Regions from separate parts of the Sus scrofa genome. Here region 1 is linked to region 2. Evidence: chromatin contacts called from public HiChIP or PLAC-seq data. All regions are on one chromosome and are shown on one strand. The core of a region is the stretch at or near the end of the contact, and the rest is flanking DNA. Distances in the headings are between cores, read along the strand shown.

Region 1 (5,875 bases), core at 1,150-3,649, 210 kb before region 2:
TGGGTGGAGATTTGAATGATAAAAAGAAGTGAGGCAGGTCAAGGGGGATATTCTGTTTTAACCATGGGAACCAGGATGTGCAAAGGCCTGGAGTCAAGAAAAAGCAAGGAATCATCCAGTAACTAAAAGCTGGTTCAGATGGCTAAAGTCTGCGATCCCAAATGAGAAGGATGAGAGAGAACTTTGAAGACGTAAGCTGGGGACCAATATGAAGGGCCTTCTCGGGCATGTTAAGAAGTATAAATTTAGGAGTTCTGCAAAGATGTGTGATATGTGACAGAGGAGCTATCTAAAAAAATCAGTTGTGTTTCTCTTTACTAGCAATGAACAAATAGAAAATGAAATTAAGAAAACAGTTCCAATTACAGTAGTATCAAGAAGATAAATACTTAGAACTGAATTTAACAAACGAAGTGTAAGATTTATCTAACAAAATTGTTAAAAGAAAGTAAAGAACACTGAATAAATGCCAGACATCCAATGCTCATGGATTGGAAAACTTAGTATTGTTAAGACGGCAGTACTCCCCAAATCTCTCTACAGATTTAACACAATTTCTATTAAAATCCTAGCTGCCTTTTTTGGGGCAGATATTGGCAAGCTAATCCTAAAGTTCATATGGAAATGCAAGAAACCCAGACTAGCGAAAACATTCGTGAAAAAAGAACAAAGTTGGAGGACTTAACATGTCCCGATTTCAAAACTTACTGCAGAGCTACAGTAGTCAAAGTAGTGGGACACGGGCGTGAGGATAGATGTCTATATCAATGGACTAGAATTGAGAATCCGGAAACAAATCCATGCATTTACAGTCAATTGATTTTTGACGAGTGTGCCAAGACTATTCAATGGAGATAGAATAACCTTTTCAACGAATAGTGCTGGAACTGGATATCCATATGCAAAAGACTGAAGTTGGATCCTTGTACACTATATGTAAAAAATAACTCAAAATTGATCCCAGACCTAAATGCAAGACCTAAAACTATAAAACTCTTTAAAAAAGAACATAGATATAAAAATCTTTATGACTTTGGATTAGGCAGCGGTTTCTTAGATATGACGCAAAATCTCTAGCAACAAAAGAAAAAATTGTGGCTCAGTGGGTTAAGGACCTGACATTGTCTCTGGGAGGATGCGGGTTTGATTTGGCGTTGCCACAAGCTGTGGTGTAGGTTGGATTCGGTGTTGCTGAGGCTATGGTGTAGGCCTCAGCTGCAGCTCCGCTTCTACCCTAGGAACTTCCGTATTCCACAGGTGCAGCTGTAAAAAGGAAAAAAAAGACAAAAGAAATTGGGTATTATCAAAATGAAAACTTGTGTTTCATGTTTATGAAGAAAGTGAAAAGATAACCCACTGAATGTGAGCAAAGGGACTTGCATTTAAAATGTATGAAGACCTCTTACAATTCAATAGTAAAAGACCGCTCCAGTTTAAGATGAGCAAAGACTCTAAACAAATATTTCCTTCAAGAAAATACCCAAGTGAATCTCTTCCACATTAATCATCAGGGGAATGTACTTCACACTCACGATGAGGTACCACCTCGCCGCCAGTAGGATGACTAGGATGTAAAGACAGGAGACCGCCCCTGTCTGTTATTGTCACGTTGGTGAGGGTGTGGACAGAATGAAGCCCTCGTACGTTGCTGGTGGGACTGTGAAATGCTGTGGACATTTTGGAAAACAGTTGGACAGTTTTTCCAAAAGCTAAATATGGAGTTACTCTATGACTGCTGTTTCACTTCTAGGTATGCCTACGAATTGAGAACAGATGTCCACACAGAAACTTGAATGTGGATGTGGAGTTCCCGTGGCGGAAACGAATCTGACTAGGAACCATGAGGTTGTGGGTTCGATTGCTGGCCTCACTCAGCAGGTTAAGGATCCGGTGTTGCTGTGAGCTGTGGTGTAGGTCGCAGATGCGGCTCAGATGTGGTGATGCTGTAGCTCCAATTTGACCCCTAGCCTGGGAACCTCCATATGCTGCGGGTGTGGCCCTGAAAAAGCAAAAAGGAAGAAAGAGAAGAAAAGGAACTTGTACGTGGATGTATTAGTTAACACGCTGCAGAGAAACAGAACCAGTGAGATATATATGTATAGGAAGAGGATCTCTACAAGGAATTGACTCCCAAATTATAGAGGCCGAGAAGCCCTACAGTCTCTGGCTTGCAAGCCGGAGACCAGGAAAGCCAGTGGTACAGTTCATTCTGAGTCTGAAGGCCTGAGACCAGAAGTACCAAGGGCAGAGGAAGATTGATGTCCCAGCTTAAGCAATCAGGCAGGAAGGACCAGCTTCTTCCTCTGCCTCTTGGACCTTTTCATTTGATTGGATGAGGCTCAGCCTCACTGGAAAGGGCAAACAGCTTTACTGAGGTCACTGACTCAGATGCTAATTTTATCCGGAAACACCTTCACAGACACACCCAGAAATACTATTTAGTCAAGTATCTGAGCACCGCATGATCCAGTCAAGTTGACACATAAAATTAACCATCACAACACATGATCATGGTAACAACAGCCAAAAAGTAGAAAACCCAGATGCTCTAAGTGATGAATGTGTTAACAAAATATGGTGTATTCATGCAATGGAATATTACTGAGCCACATAAAAAGGAGTGAAATACTGATACAAACCACAACTTGGATAAACTTTGAAACATGCTAAGTGAAAGACGCCAGAGCTAAAAGGTCACATACTTAGAATGTCCAGAGTAGGCAGATCCACAGAGACAGAAAGAAGATTAGTAGTTTTCACGGGACTGGGATAAGGGGCATGGAGGGACTGTTGATGGGTGTGGGGTTTCTTTTGAAGTAATAACAATTAGACCATCGTGATGACTGCAAGCCTGTGGCTCTGTTAAAATCACTAAATTATGTACTTTGAATGAATTTTGTGGTTTGTGGATTGTATGTCAATAAAACATTGTTTAAAAAAGTGTAAACTTTATCCTGAGGTTGCTTGGGATCCCCTGAAGGATTTCGAGCCGGGTGGTGCCATGGTTGGGTTTGTTTTTGAAGCTCATTCTGGCTGCAGTGAGGAGAGGGGCTTGGAGGGGCCGTGACCAGAGGCAGGGATGTGACTAAGGGGCTGTTGGAGTCATACGTGGGAGAGGCTTTGCCAAACGAGGGAAATGGCACTGGAATGACAGGAAGTAGACAGTAAACTCAAAAGGGTTTGGAGATTGATCAGACGATTCAGGGACAGAGGAAGAGAGGATTCGGGGTCTGTGCCTGTGCCCAGCTTGAGCCATGGTTGCAAACAGGGAAGAAACAGGGGGCAAACAGGGAAGAAAGGTGACCTCGGTGGCCCACAGCTGGCCCCACTGAGATGTCCTGAGCCAGGCACATAGAGGTGTTGAGTAGGTGGTTGACGCAAAGTTCAGGAATCCAAAACCTCAAGGGGCTTGTTAAAAATGCATATTCTTGGAATTCCCTGGTGGCTTAGTGGGCAATGTCACTGCTGTGGTGTGGGTTCTACCCCTGGTCTTGGGAGAGGCCAAAAATGCAAATTCCCGGGCTTCGCTTCATATGCATGAAGTCAGACTCTCGCCCTCATTCAAGGCCTCCTGTGGACGTGCCTTGGCACCACAGGAGTGGGTGTGATTCCCTGTGGAGAGCAGGGGAGGGGACGAGAAGCTGTTCCATCACCCTTTACAGTTCAGTAATGGAAGAGCAGACCTCCCAGAGATCTGGACCCTGAGAGAGACGAGGCATCCAGGAGAGTGAGGTGTGGAGAGGCCAAGGGAGGAGTGTTTCAAAGTAAGAAAGTGTTGCAAGCTTCTGAGAGGTCTGGTAAGGTGACAGATGCAAAGTGTGCATTGGATTTACCGAGAGAGTGGTGACTTGGTAAGGGCGACGCATGGTGCAGACATGTGCCCAGAGCGGGGCTGGCGTGGGGCTCCACGTGTGGCCCAGGGTTCCTGCCAGGGGTAGCGTCTGTGCTGATGGGCAGTGCCACCCAGCATGCTTTCCTTGACTCTGCGCCATTCCCCAGCGTGGCCTTGTCGGAGCACAGTAAGCACTCCATGGCCTCTGCTGGCTGTGTTTGACCCAGGATGCTTTCGGGGAAGGAACCCTTGGTGAGCTGCCCTGGCCTACAGGGCACACAGAGCTGGGCAGGGGAGGGAAGATGCAGCCTTGGGGCAGAGGGTCCTGGGGTCGCTGACACAGGCAGATGTCCTGTCTGGCTTTTCGCTTGGCCCAGTAGAGCCGTCGCTCTCTTCCATGGCTCCTGACACAGTGTGTGTCAAGATGTCAGGTACTGCTCTGCTGTAGGGCTGGATCACAGGCCGGGGTTCCTGAGGTTGGGGCCTTTCGTATTTTTCTTGGTATGTGGTTCTTGTACAGTTTTGAGAGAGATACTGTACAAATACTTGGAATCACCCTCCCTGCCCCTGATTTTGGCACGTTCTTTGGCCTTTTAAAATATTGTCTAATACAAGTTATGCAATTCTTAGGGTTGTAAATCTAAATCTCAGTTTTCAGCATAACAAAATTACACTGTATTATCAGTATAAGAAAAATCAATGTGAATGGTAGTATCTTTAAACTCAGTTAAATGCATGCCAATTAGTTTACTGTCTAAGCAGAGTGCCTGCTGGTCTTTCAGTCTGTTGTAAGCCAACTCTGCTTGTGTGTGTGTGTGTGTGTGTGTGTGTGTGTGTGTGTGTGTATGTCTTTTTTGGGCTGCACCCACGGCATATGGAAGTTCCCAGGCTAGGGGTCAAATCAGAGCTATAGCCGCTGGCCTATGCCACAGCCACAGCAACATGGGATCCAAGCCGTGTCTGCAACCCACACCACAGCTCATGGCAACACCAGATCCTTAACCCACTGAGCGAGGCCAGGGATTGAACCAACGTCCTCATGGATCCTGATTAGGTTCATTACTCCTGAGCCATGATGAGAACGCCCTGCTTATCTGTATTTTTGAAACCATTATTCCTTAAGGAGGGTTTAGTTATTGTTTGAAAGAACTTTGTGGGGGTTTTTTACTTTTGTTTTTTGGCTTTTTAGGGTTGCACATGCGGCATATGGAGGCTCCCAGGCTAGGGATCGAATTGCAGCTGTAGCTGCTGGCCTACACCACAGCCGCAGAAACGTGGGATCTGAGCCTACACCATAGATCATGGCAATGCCCGGGTCCTTAATCCACTGACCAAGGCCAGGGATTGAATCTGCATCCTCATGGATACTAGTCAGATTCATTTCTGCTGAGCCACAACGGGAACTCCTGAAAGAGCTTGAATCTGTTCCACTTTTTTTTTTTAATTTTTAAATTTTTTTGTCTTTTCTAGGGCTACACCTGCAGCATATGGAGGTTCTCAGGCTAGGGGTCCAGTTGGAGCTGTAGCTGCCAGCCTGCCCCAGAGCCACAGCAATGTGTGATCCGAGCTGTGTCTATGACCTATACCACAGCTCACAGCAACGCCAGATCCTTAACTCACTGAGCGAGGCCAGGGATCGAACCTATTACCTTATGGTTCCTAGTTGGATTCACTAACCACTGAGCCGAGATGGGAACTTCTGTTCCGCTTTTGTAATTTGCACTTTAAACCTTTATTTTATAAGCTGCAGTTACTTTTTACTTTATTAAAGGCAGCACATTAGTGTTATGGAAGCATTTAAATGTTCACATAGCTATTATTCTTTTATTTGGAGGAATGTTGTGTAGTAGCAAGATGTGGAAGTCCCCTCAGTGCAAAACTGACCCTGGGTCAGTGGTTTAAAAAAGAAATCAGAGGTGAAATGAAAGCCCAGTCAACCAGCTCAGCCAAGACTTCCCTATACTTGAGTGGCAGGGCAGTTGTTTTAAAATTAGGACTTAAAAATATCATTTCCTCCCCTGTTCTGTGGTTATCTGTTTTGTG
Region 2 (5,612 bases), core at 2,039-4,538:
TAGAGGCCTAGCAGCAAAGGATCTGGCATTGTCACTGCTGTGGCTTAGGTTTGATCCCTGGCCTGGGAACTTTTGCATACTGCAGGCATAGGCTCCCCCCACCAAAAAAATTGTAGTTGGTTGCAAGGATTTAAGGATTTAAATACGCTCTTGTTTGAAATACCTGTTAATTTACTAAACATAAAAGTCTTAATTTGGAGATTTATTTTTATTAATCATCATATTCTAGAAAATGAGTTCTAAAATGTGAATGGCCTGTTTTAAAAATTTATATTAAATTCAGGCCTACATCTTCACTACAGGAGATAGAAGCAGATAAATGAAATGGCTTTTTTTTTTTTTTTTTTTTTTTCAATTTCATTTGTCCGAACAAATTTACTGGCATCTTGCATAATGTTACTAGCCAGTCTTGAGGTGGAGAATGCAGTGTTGGAGACTTGAGCATCTCTTCCATTTAGTGTGTGTGACATTCCTGGATTATCTCAAAGCCAAGGGTCTTTAGTTTTCTCTTGGAAAAAGTGGTATCCTGGTAGATTAAGTTTCCAATTAAGAGTTTGACAACCACATTTTAAAACAGAAATGACCACAGCCATGACTGCATTATCAGTACTCTGTAAAGCTTGTTGACATCCATGGCAGGGACAGTGTCGACTCTGATCGTGTGACGTAACCAGTCGCACGAAACTGTGCCACGGTCCAATGTCACAGTTCTTGCCTTGGTCCAAAGTCTTCTTGTTTCCCCTCTAACAACTTAGAAAGTGTATTGGGAGCTTCATTCGGATAACGAGAGAAGATAAACTCTTTTGATAGTAAAATGCTGTTTTCCGAGACCTCAGGACCCCTTGTCTGGTGGCAGTGGTTGCTGTTGTCGAGCATCCAGAGGAAGGTGCTTCTGCCTGTAGAGAGCCTGTCTTTTCTATCCAACTTCCACTTGAGCAGCGCTAGGAGACTGACCTATAGCTGAACCTATGGAGGTTCATACTTGCCCTTAAATGCTTCTAGACTGGGATATTGAATTCCTCTGTCAATATGTGACTTTAAAATAGCCATTTTTTGAAAAAGGACAAGATTTTGTGTGTATGTGAATGATGACCAAATACAAAAATACCAAGCTCTTATTCTAACATTTCAGTTGTAAAGTTGAAATTCGTCCCATTGTCAAAAGTTCTAAATTTTAACCTCTTTTAGCCAGTATTATAATCCTGCTTTTCCTTTGTTGAAAGTTTTCTTTAAAATGTTTTACATTTCAGTTATTAAATATGATCAATAACTAGAACATAACTTTTTTAAAAACAAGTAAACTAGGAGTTCCCTTGTGGCTCAGCAGGTTAAGGATTAGGTGTTGTCACTGCAGCAGCCTGAGTCGCTGCTGAGGCTTGAGTTCAGTCCCTGACCTGGAAACTTCCGCATGCCACGGGCATAGCCAATAAAACAAAAAAAACAAATATACTAGAAATTTTACACCGAAGTGAACATTACCTTTTATAGCAGCCCTTTGGAAAGCCAGGCACATATTTTAAAAATGAAACGACTTCCTCAAAACGGTTTTAGAATGTCCTTTTTTTTTTTAAGCTACTGTCAAGTTATAATTTTTTCTCTTTATAATTAGACTTTTTGTGTGTGTCCCATCTAAGAAATCTTGACCTACCCCCAGGCTTGTGAAGGTATTTCCCAATATTTTCTTTAAAAGCTATATTATTTAAATTGTCACATTTCAATCCTACTATCTACCACACGTTGATTTTTGTGTATGCTCTGGGGTAGGGGAGAAATTGCCCTTAGTGTAATTTACCAGACAGACGGCCGGAGTCCAGCTCCAGAGGCCAGGGAGTGCACACCCCGTTAGGGAGGGACGGCGTCAGCAATTGCACACGGAGACAGTCTCTTTGTCCCTTCTTTCAGGGCGCTGGACTGCTCAAATTTTATTGGCATAGATGATTGTTTTATAAGACAGTTTTCAGTTACACCACCATGTTAAAAGTACACCCGAAGGTCAAGTTCTAAAAATTAACTCCCAGATTATGTTTCCTAAAAGGCTACAGACATAAGGATCTGGCATTTCCAAGTCTTGTTTTTAGATTAGTGCTGAGCTTCAGAGCGTCATGGTGGGAGGACAGTATGAGAAAACCAACTTCAGTTAGCTGTCGCTTAAAAGTTTCTAAAATCAAGGATGACTCTCATAGCTAGGTTTCTTTGACCATGAATAATATAAGTCTAGCTTTATCTAAATCTGTAGTACATTCCAACTTCTAAAGCTTACCAGTTAGTAAATGAACACTATGTTTTTAATTAAATTGGATTTGAATAGGGGAAAGTCCATCAGGATGAAATTTTTATATTATTGTTGTAATTTTGTTAAATCACAAATCACCACAGGAGAATAAGAATGGAAAATAAAAATAATAAGCAGATAACAGGAAAGACTGAGGAAAAACTGAATAACAAGTAAAACAACAGGAAAGACTAGGTCACCTGGGAAACAGTCCATGTTCTCCGGTGCAAACATGGAAATTGTTTTCCCGGGAAAGCCCCAATTCTTCCCCATCAACATCAACAAGAGAGCCGTGTAATCTGAGGCCTGCCCTCGGTTTTTCACCATACAGGCAGGCTTCAGCCTGCCCTCGGTTTTGTACCCTACAGGCAGGCTTTTATCCTGACCAGAAACCCACCTCCGGCTTGTACCGTTCAGGTGAGCTCCCTTCCTTGGTTAGGAACCTGCCTTCGGGTTTTTTTTTGCCATCAGGCAAGGTCCCTTCCTCGAGTCCCTGCATTTTCTCGGCTCCCCGCAGCAGACAACCAAGGTCAGTTGCGGAATTAACTCTGTAGCTCCTCTTTCCTTTATCCCACACTCCGAGAGCAGCTACACGCAGGACCCCTTGCTGTCTGCATCTTCTTGTGACTCCTCTGCTCTTCATGGCAGTTAACCCCCTCCCCACCCAGCAGCCAGAGCACAGAGCATGGAAAGGCTGTGATGCTGCCACCGGCTGGCAGGTCTGTCTGCCACGTGCTGGGGTGGCCCAGGTTTCTGCACATTGGCCCTCAGCATCCAGGGACTCCTGGCTTCCCACCACACCAGCATGACCAGCCTCAAGTAGCCACAGTCTATCCCTCTGGATTCTAAATTCAAACCCTCCAAGAGATGGAAGCTCCCTGCCCCACCCCCTGGTTAAGAGGCCAGACGTGGCTTTCAGAATCAGGTGCGCTGGATTTAAATCCCTATTCCACCAGCCTTCTCTAGGAACCAGGAGAGTTACCTCGCTTCTCTGAACCATCGTCAGTTCAGCTGTAACTGAGCTCCGCCTCAGACCATGGCGAGGACTCGATGACAGTGTATGTGTGAAATCACAGTGCCTGGTGCCTAAAGATACTTGGCGTGTATCCCACAGCTTCTCCTGCCTGTCACTGCCCTTGAGAAGCGTAGAATAAAAGTCCGTGAGCCACCAGCCCCTCTGCAGCCACCTTCTCACTCATCTCAGGCCCCAAAGACTCAGTAGCTTTTTCCTTGAGAAAAATCTTTTAACACATTTCTTAACTCTGGTATAAAATATAAGAATGCAAAAATGTTTAACTATCAAATGATAACACCCTTTGTGCAACGCTGAGCAGTTCAGGGTCATGCACAGAGACGCTTCCTGTAAATGAATTTGTAGGATTTACCTTAACTGAAAATGTGCCCAGTTGGTTCTTAGTCACGGGCTTACGGTACTGTCATGCTAGGAAGTAGGAACTCTCCTACGCTGCTTGTTTGAAAGCCTGTTTGGCAATATCTGTCCAATTTTTAATGTCCATACCATTAACAAAGCTAGTGCACTTAGAACAATTTGTCCTACAGATGTTGGATGAATGTGCAAAGACCCATGTAAAAGTCACCAAAGCATGGTTTATAATAGCAACGGGTTAGGGGGAAGGACAGGGAACTCTCTGTTAGGAGGGGAACTTGTTAACCTGGTTACAGTTCCTCCAGAGAGAGGAATGTTTTGCAGCCTGGAAAAGCCTGAGATAGAGCCAAAGTATATCGCTGAATTAAAACTCAAAGAGCAGGGAGTTCCCTGGTGGCCCAGTGGTGAGGACTTGATGCTTTCGTCCCTATGGCCTAGGTTCAGTTCCTTACCTAGGAACGGAGGTCCCACATCAAGCCGCTGTTTACCACTGCCAAAAACAAACACACACCTAAGAGGGCAGAACAGTGTGTGTGGGATGCATGCTTCTCTCTCTCTCTCTCTCTCTGTGTGTGTGTGTGTGTGTGTGTGTGTTGGGAAGGGGGTCCTTATATCCATGTAAGAATTTTCAACAGATTCTCTCCTGGGGAGGGATTCAGTAGTGGGTGAAGAGGGAGCATAACTTTAGACTCTATACCCACTTGTATGCTTTGGGTTTTCTAGTCCATTTAGGAGCACAGTATATATACATGTTAAATATACACCATGTAGGTCTGATAAAATTGAAGTCCAAGGGCTTCCTTTCCATTGACAAAGCCTGTTGGGTGCATTATCCAGTACAGACAGGTCCCTGCGGTTTGTCCTTTGGGCAACTATGCAAGGAGGCGGGAGAGGGTTTGGAGGCCTACACGTCGAGGTCCCTTCTCATCTTGTACAAAAGACACATCGTGATCCTGACCAAATAAATGTTTACTTTCTAGATGCTTTGTTTACGTATTGGAACAAGGCCTCAACATCTGAGCTGATGGATTTTTTTACAATATCAGAGTGAGTAGTTTTGTCTTTGCTCGTTGACCCTTGATTTTCCTGGCTAATTCAGAGGCGTGAAGAATGCTATGCAGCTGAACCAGAAATGCAGTGTTTCACCCCTGTGCTTACTCCTATAGCTCTTTCTCTTGGCCCTGACCCCAGCACCCACTCTCAGGGGCTCATGGCCAGCCTTACATTACTAGAAATGGGACTGTTATAGAGGAGAGATTACAACTTAGGTGTATAAGCGATTTTAATAAAATAACACAAAATTTAGTAGCTGAATTGTGTGGATGCTGCATATCTAAGTTGAATCTAACTTAACTCAAGCAGATGCAGAAACTGAGACAGAAAAATTTCTTAATGTAAAAATATAGGGAGTTCCCCATGTGGCTCAGCAGGTCAAGGCCCTGAAGTTTTCTCTGTGAGGATGCCTTTCGATCCCTGGCCTTGCTCAGTGGGTTAAGGATCCGGTGTTGCTATGAGCTGCAGCATAGCTCGCAGATGCAGCTTGGATCCGGTATTGCTGTGGCTGTGGTGTAGCCTGGCAGCTGCAGCTCCAATTTGACCCCTAGCCCGGGAACTTACATATGCCACAGGCGCAGCCATAAAAGCAAAAAACACATTTTTAAAAATAAAAATATATAATAAGTAAAAAAAGAAATCTTAAATATGGTCTATATTATTTTATCTCTTTGGTTTCTGTTTTCATTTAAGCTTTTTACTTTTAAAAAACATGGAATCTATAACCCCTTGTCCAAAAGTGATGGGGCGGGTGATTTTCCAAATCCAGAAATTTTTTTTTTGGTCTTTTTGCCATTTCTAGGGCCGCTCCCTCGGCATATGGAGGTTCCCAGGCTAGGGGTCGAATCGGAGTTGTAGCCACCAGCCTACGCCAGAGCCACAGCAACGCGGGATCCGAGC

Evidence for each region. HiChIP or PLAC-seq counts read pairs in DNA pulled down with a chosen protein or histone mark.
Region 1: an H3K27ac HiChIP or PLAC-seq map of skeletal muscle shows a contact between it and region 2. The contact joins two enhancer-like sites.

The regions. Positions count from the first base shown.
Region 1 is chr11:68,026,750-68,032,624 of Sscrofa11.1, reverse strand. All of the region lies in intron 1 of DOCK9 (dedicator of cytokinesis protein 9), which reads left to right. Among named protein-coding and RNA genes, the nearest start is that of DOCK9, 23 kb to the left of the region's middle. Within about 2 kb of position 2,399, at least 5 of the 83 cell types and tissues checked have an H3K27ac peak or open chromatin away from gene starts, as enhancers often do. A contact at or near this core is called in skeletal muscle, where this site is marked.
Region 2 is chr11:67,821,222-67,826,833 of Sscrofa11.1, reverse strand. It overlaps DOCK9 (dedicator of cytokinesis protein 9), which reads left to right. Exons shown (of 53, transcript XM_021065834.1): 36 at 4,640-4,706. Among named protein-coding and RNA genes, the nearest start is that of SLC15A1, 130 kb to the right of the region's middle. Within about 2 kb of position 3,288, at least 4 of the 83 cell types and tissues checked have an H3K27ac peak or open chromatin away from gene starts, as enhancers often do. A contact at or near this core is called in skeletal muscle, where this site is marked.